Regions from separate parts of the Triticum aestivum genome. Here region 2 is linked to region 1. A link is a contact called in public Hi-C data. All regions are on one chromosome and are shown on one strand. The core of a region is the stretch at or near the end of the contact, and the rest is flanking DNA. Distances in the headings are between cores, read along the strand shown.

The links. A called contact is a pair of places that touch in the nucleus more often than the background predicts.
Region 2: a Hi-C map of leaf shows a contact between it and region 1, with 3 times the contacts expected there. The contact joins two enhancer-like sites. A contact is called at or near these places in 3 of 5 Hi-C or Micro-C datasets (all in leaf).

The regions. Positions count from the first base shown.
Region 1 is chr4D:19,191,957-19,194,734 of IWGSC CS RefSeq v2.1, reverse strand. It overlaps LOC123095833 (DELLA protein RHT-1), which reads right to left. Exons shown (of 1, transcript NM_001426781.1): 1 at 2,756-2,778. Among protein-coding and RNA genes, the nearest start is that of LOC123095833, 3.9 kb to the right of the region's middle. Within about 2 kb of position 1,419, at least 8 of the 8 cell types and tissues checked have an H3K27ac peak or open chromatin away from gene starts, as enhancers often do. A contact at or near this core is called in leaf, where this site is marked.
Region 2 is chr4D:19,455,014-19,457,791 of IWGSC CS RefSeq v2.1, reverse strand. No RefSeq gene overlaps it. Among protein-coding and RNA genes, the nearest start is that of LOC123095834, 140 kb to the left of the region's middle. Within about 2 kb of position 1,376, at least 5 of the 8 cell types and tissues checked have an H3K27ac peak or open chromatin away from gene starts, as enhancers often do. A contact at or near this core is called in leaf, where this site is marked.

The DNA.
Region 1 (2,778 bases), core at 170-2,669:
TCCCATTACGAGCAGCTTTACGGCAATTTTTTCCATTAAGCACGCATACAGTATACCCTACTCACAAAGTATTTATTCTCTGACTGAAAACTCTCCCATATACTATCACCGTCCTGGTTTATTGGTCTTTCTTATTTTGTGACAAATTTTTGACCATTGATTTTACTAACAAAAGGTTGTTCTGTGTTTGCAAAAATCATGTTGTTGAATTCATATATGAAAATAGTTTCCGATAATATTTTTTCTCCTGTGTTTAGCTTTTACTTTATTAGTTGAAACTATGTTCAAACTATGACCTTAATTTTTTCCTTTTTTTAAAGGGGGGCTAATAAATTAAAATGGAGGTTGTTAGCAGCATTAATCGCACTTGGTAAGAATGTCCAGCTCCAATAAATAAGTTAATCAGTATTCCTGTTCCAATAAATGGGTCAATCCATATTTATGTGCCTTCAAATCAAAGAGAAGATATCTACTGTATACTAGCCCACATTTTCCGAATGTAAAAAAAAAATCTTTTTTTTTAGGTATGTAAAAAAAAATCTTCTTTATATAGACCTGACGCCACTGCGTCCAATCGCTTTAACGCCGCCCTTTCTTTATCGAACAAGAAAAAACATCTCGTCCGTCCGTCAACCTTATCCTGTGATCGGTGTGACGGCCGAGTTGACGCGGGCTCCGGCGCATTTCCCCTGCAGTGGTTCGAGCACAAGCCAGCCAGGCCCCTGACCCGCACCACCCCGTCGCATGTGCGCGCACCACCACACCGGGTCACATCCACCGAATCGATCCTCCCACCCAACCAACCGCCATCTCACCCTCGCAGCAGCGTGGCCCATCGCCAGCGGAACCTCACGGAATCCCACGCGCACCCATGCACGGACACGCTCACACGTCCCCCCGCCGCGCCCAGCGCAACAAATTCCATGCGCCGGTGCGCCCCCGTCCCCCCGCCGCGCCCAGCGCCGGCCGGCGGATAGGACCGACCTCGTGGCGCGCCGCGGGATAAGAAAACCACCCATCCCTCGGCATGGCCGCGACGGGCGGATAGCAACGAATTTGTTGGATGGGTCAGGTCACCGGCGTGGTCCGTGGGCATGTGGGGCGAGCAGGGCGCCGCCGCCGAGTGCGGGGCGGGCTACACGTCGCCGCCGCGGCGCGCGACGGAGCTGACCCAGCGACCGGGAACGGCGAGGCGTGCGCGGGCACGGCACGGGGGCGCCATCACCGCGTCCGTCGGGGTCACACTCACGCCCCACGGCGCCGGATCGGCAGCGCGGGCCGGGCCCCCACCCACGCTAGAACTATTTCCCCTCTCCTTTTCCGTTTTCTTTATCCGCGGTGGGACCGGGCTGTCCCCGGGCCGAGCAGGAGAGGAGTCAGAGGCCCAGAGCTGCTAGTAGCCAGCCAGCCATGGCTAGCTAGCTGTGTGTGTGACTGGGATCGACAGGGAGGGGCAGAGGCCGACGTCCGGGGCCCGCCGCCACCATCTCCCTGACACGCCCACCTGATCCCGATTGGACAGCTGTTGCTGCCGCCCACCTCCTTTCCTTTCCCCCGCCCAAACTTCTACCGCGGCCTCCCATTGGCCGCCGGGCCTCGCCTCGGGCCCGGTTAAATAAAAAGCTCGCAGGCCCGACGTCACCGGTGGGGATTTGCGGCCACGCACGGCAGATCTCCACGGCCCATACATACACCGCCTTTTTTTTTTACTGCTGTCAGAGGACGTGGGTACACAAGGGACGACGGGGGCCGGCTGGCTGGCTGGTGATGCACGCGGGTTAAATGTTCTCTGTGCTGGAGCTCAGCCCCACACCCACCCAACGGACGAACATTTTACCGCGCGGCGCGGTGAGTTTCGATAGGCCACGCTGGTCACTGTGCAGAGAGAGAAATCATCAACAGAAGTGGCAATGCGCCCCACTGTGCTGCGCCACTCCAGCCAGCAGTGGCCTATCAGGTTTCCACTGCTCCTCCCGCCTCTGCGCCAATCCCATCCAGTAAAAGTTACTGTTCCCCGACCCTCGACGCCCCAGATTACGATTACACGGTGCTGCTAAATACCCCAAATTAACAAGCCGATTCTTCTCCAGATTAATTACTTCTAATAGTAGTACTATTACTTCCAAGGTCGAGGTGCACTGACTGACAGTGGCATACACAGTAGTGTTGCACTCCAGCCCACCAGGCAGTGTCCAGTTTACTCTTTCCGTTACGGCTTCGGAGCACCGATCAGCAGTGGTTGGTGCGGCAAAAGCTTTGGCTTTGATCATCCAACTGATTGCTATGGCTGTGCGGCATTCAGACGGCCGGCCGTTGTGCAGAAACAGTATTCGGTTTGATCAACTGATTGCTACGGCAGCAGGGCCGAACCCTTGACCGATTGGTGGGTGGTGATGCGCCCCTCTCTCCAACTAACGTGCAGGTTCATTTTTAGATCGGAAACAGCCAGCGGCGGGGTGACCACACACCCAGCCGGGCACCCCAGGGGAAACTACACGAGATCTTTCCAACAAGCCGCATCATTTGCAGCAACTCCTAGATCGGGAAACTTCGTTCGGCAAGCTCTCAAAGACGGCAACGGATGGCTAATCTAATCCGTGATGTGAATCTCATCCCATGCACCACCACCAAGTCCCCAAGCCAAACGTTCAACAATTGCAAAGCCACCATTGGAGGCACCATCATGTTCATCAGAGCAGTGAGCACCATGAACATAACAGAACAGAACAAAGCTCAGCCCAGTTTTGGACGTGCCTTGCGTACAAAATTCATTTCATT
Region 2 (2,778 bases), core at 127-2,626, 260 kb before region 1:
GCAGTGTTACCAGAAACAGATGCAGGAAAAGTGCTTCGACCAAAGACATCCGCGAGTGTGACCACTGACCACCGCCGCTGGGCACATTAAGTAGTCCCCAGCGGAGCGGAGCAGAGCGCCGAGACCCCATGCAACGCAATGCAGTGCAGCACGGCCGCGGCGGACAAGCGATCCGCTTTCCAAAGGGTTGGCTCGCTTAAACAAGTTTTGTTCCCAAGCACCAGCTAGCTAATCGCCCTTGCTTAGTTTAAGCATCCCGAGAGATAGATAGGTGGCCAGGCCGACCGATCGATCAGGGAATCTCAATCCCTTTGAATAGGTACTGTGCCGGGCTGGGCTCGGATTGCTGCAGAGCGAGCAGTGGTGGCAACTATAGTAAGCAGTGTGCAATGGATTCCTTGGGTTCTCTGTCAAACTACTACGTAGAGTACTCTGTTTGCACACCTGCCTGCGGTGAACCGGACGGACCACATGCGATGCAAGTGGCGGGTGTTTTGCAGCTAGGATCTCCAGACGTGGCCCTCGATCGGGCGCTGCATTACAGGTGGGGTCAAGTCGACGATCTACTGACAGCAGTAAAAGAGACGAGTTCTTGGTTGCATGTTTCGTGATGAAAATTCAGCATCTGAGTGAAACGGCAGATCGAATTGCCGAACAAACCGGTGACCACTGACCTGAAGACTGCTCGCCGGCAGCAGCTGGCTCGACTCGCCCACGCTCCCGTGTCCAAATTCAACACCTTCCGTCGTCAACGTTGAAACTTGGTCGCCGCCTCGATAACGCCATTAATTCCTCATGACATCCGTTTGTTCGTTAGTTAGTTACGCCTGAAAAGATCATGAATCAAGCCGTGGAGCTTGAATCAAGTGCACCTTCCAGGCCTCGTCATGGACCGCGATACGGTGCCTCCGGCGATGAGGTCGCTCGCTCCTGCCCGCGCTGGGCTGAGCTGTTAGGCAGGCAGGCAGGTACGTGCTGACGCAGAATCGGCCCGGCCGCACTCACCTGCTTTGGGCTGTTCACGTGTTCCCGTCACTGATTTTTTGTTGCACCACACTACTAGGCCGAGGCTTTGGGATAAAAAACGTACGGGAGCACTAGTTGCATGCCCTTTGGTAGAGGCAAGTGTGCGACAATATTCACGTCGGTAACAATAAAGAAATGGCGCACAGAGAGCAGCTGGCCGGGGGTCCTGGACCGGCCGCAACGCCGCCGGCGCCCAGCTCGTGCGACGGCGACGTTGCACGCGTGCACCGGCCGGCCGTGCGCCGAGTGCGTCTCCTCATCATTTTTCAGAAGCGGAAAAGGAGCATCTTGGGCTGGCCTTTGACTTGTCCTCCACTAACGGTTGCCGCCCAACGGGCGCTGCAGCAGAGCATGTGTAGGCTGATGAGTCGAACGGGACCACGTCATCCCCACTTGCACGAGCGGAGCGGGTCAGACTAGCTACTAACTTTTCGGTAGTAACATCGAGTCCAACTCAGCAATTTTACTTATGTGGCTATGAGTTAATGAGGAGAGATGTAGTATTAGTAACTTAGCTAGTTACTGTAACATCACATGTCTCAATGCAATATGAGTCTATAACGTAATAAATGAAGCTTTGCATGTTACCACACTTATGTTACTACCCACTATTAAGGTAGTAACATAGTCTAAGGAAATGTGTATGTTACTATTTTATATTAAAACCCATTGTGACTAGTCTCAGGGATAAGAGCTGCCGCTGGCCGAACAAGTGCGGCGTTGGCGGCGCCGCACACGCATCCCGACCGGCTGAGATTAGGCCTGAACAACCACCGGTCAAGATGCACCGGCGCCTCACTCGCTCACGGTGGGCGCCCATGCTGGGACCGCAACGGAACCGCGTCGTGACCACAGTTGAGATGAATAGAGAGCGTGACCACCGAACTGCGACCACGGCCGTTACTAACTTACGCCGGCCGGACGGAACGAACGAGCTGCTCATCTTTCTCTTCATTGATGGATTCGTCTCAGGCCTAGCCCCCGGCGGTTTCCAGTGAACGGGGGAGTAAATCACACACGGTACGAGCGTGCCATGCAAACCCGGACTGGCCGTGCGGTCCAAGGTGAAGTGAATGTGTACGATGAGGGCGCCCAGGGCACGTAATGGGCCGTGGTGTATGTGTACCATGTTATTTGACTTACGAGCAACGGTTTTTGTGGCATTAGTTTTGCGAACCAACGCATGGTTGGATGATTAGGAGTACAGTGTTATTCTAAGCCCAGTAGAGTTTAAGTCCTAAACTTGACAATGGTGCTCATATTTTTCTGGATTTATTTCAGGCTTTTCGATCATGTTCGTTCGGCAGGGGACGGACGACCCCGTCGACTACGAGGCGCATGTGGTGACTTCATCAATCTCAAGATGCTATGTCGACCCAGTCAAACGAATGTGCTCACAGGGTGTGCATGTGTGCTTTCATAGGAGTGAGTGTATACTCGTGTATGTAAGCGACTTCGATTGTACTGTGTTCTAAAAAAATGCTTTGATCTTGTATGACTTTGTTAGTTGTTGGTGTGTGTTTTAATGTGTGCGTTATTGTTGGTTCTGGGCATTCTTTTTTTTAGCTTAGACCGTAGAACAATAGTTCTACGGTATTTCATTAATAACATAAATAATTACAAACAAGTAGCAAAAGGAAAGACAAACATCAGCCAATGCCGTCTCTAGGAAAAACAACCATGGTTACAGATTCAGTTCAATCCAGCGACTAATCTTGTCTGCTTTGCTCTGAATTGTGCTGCTCAAAATCC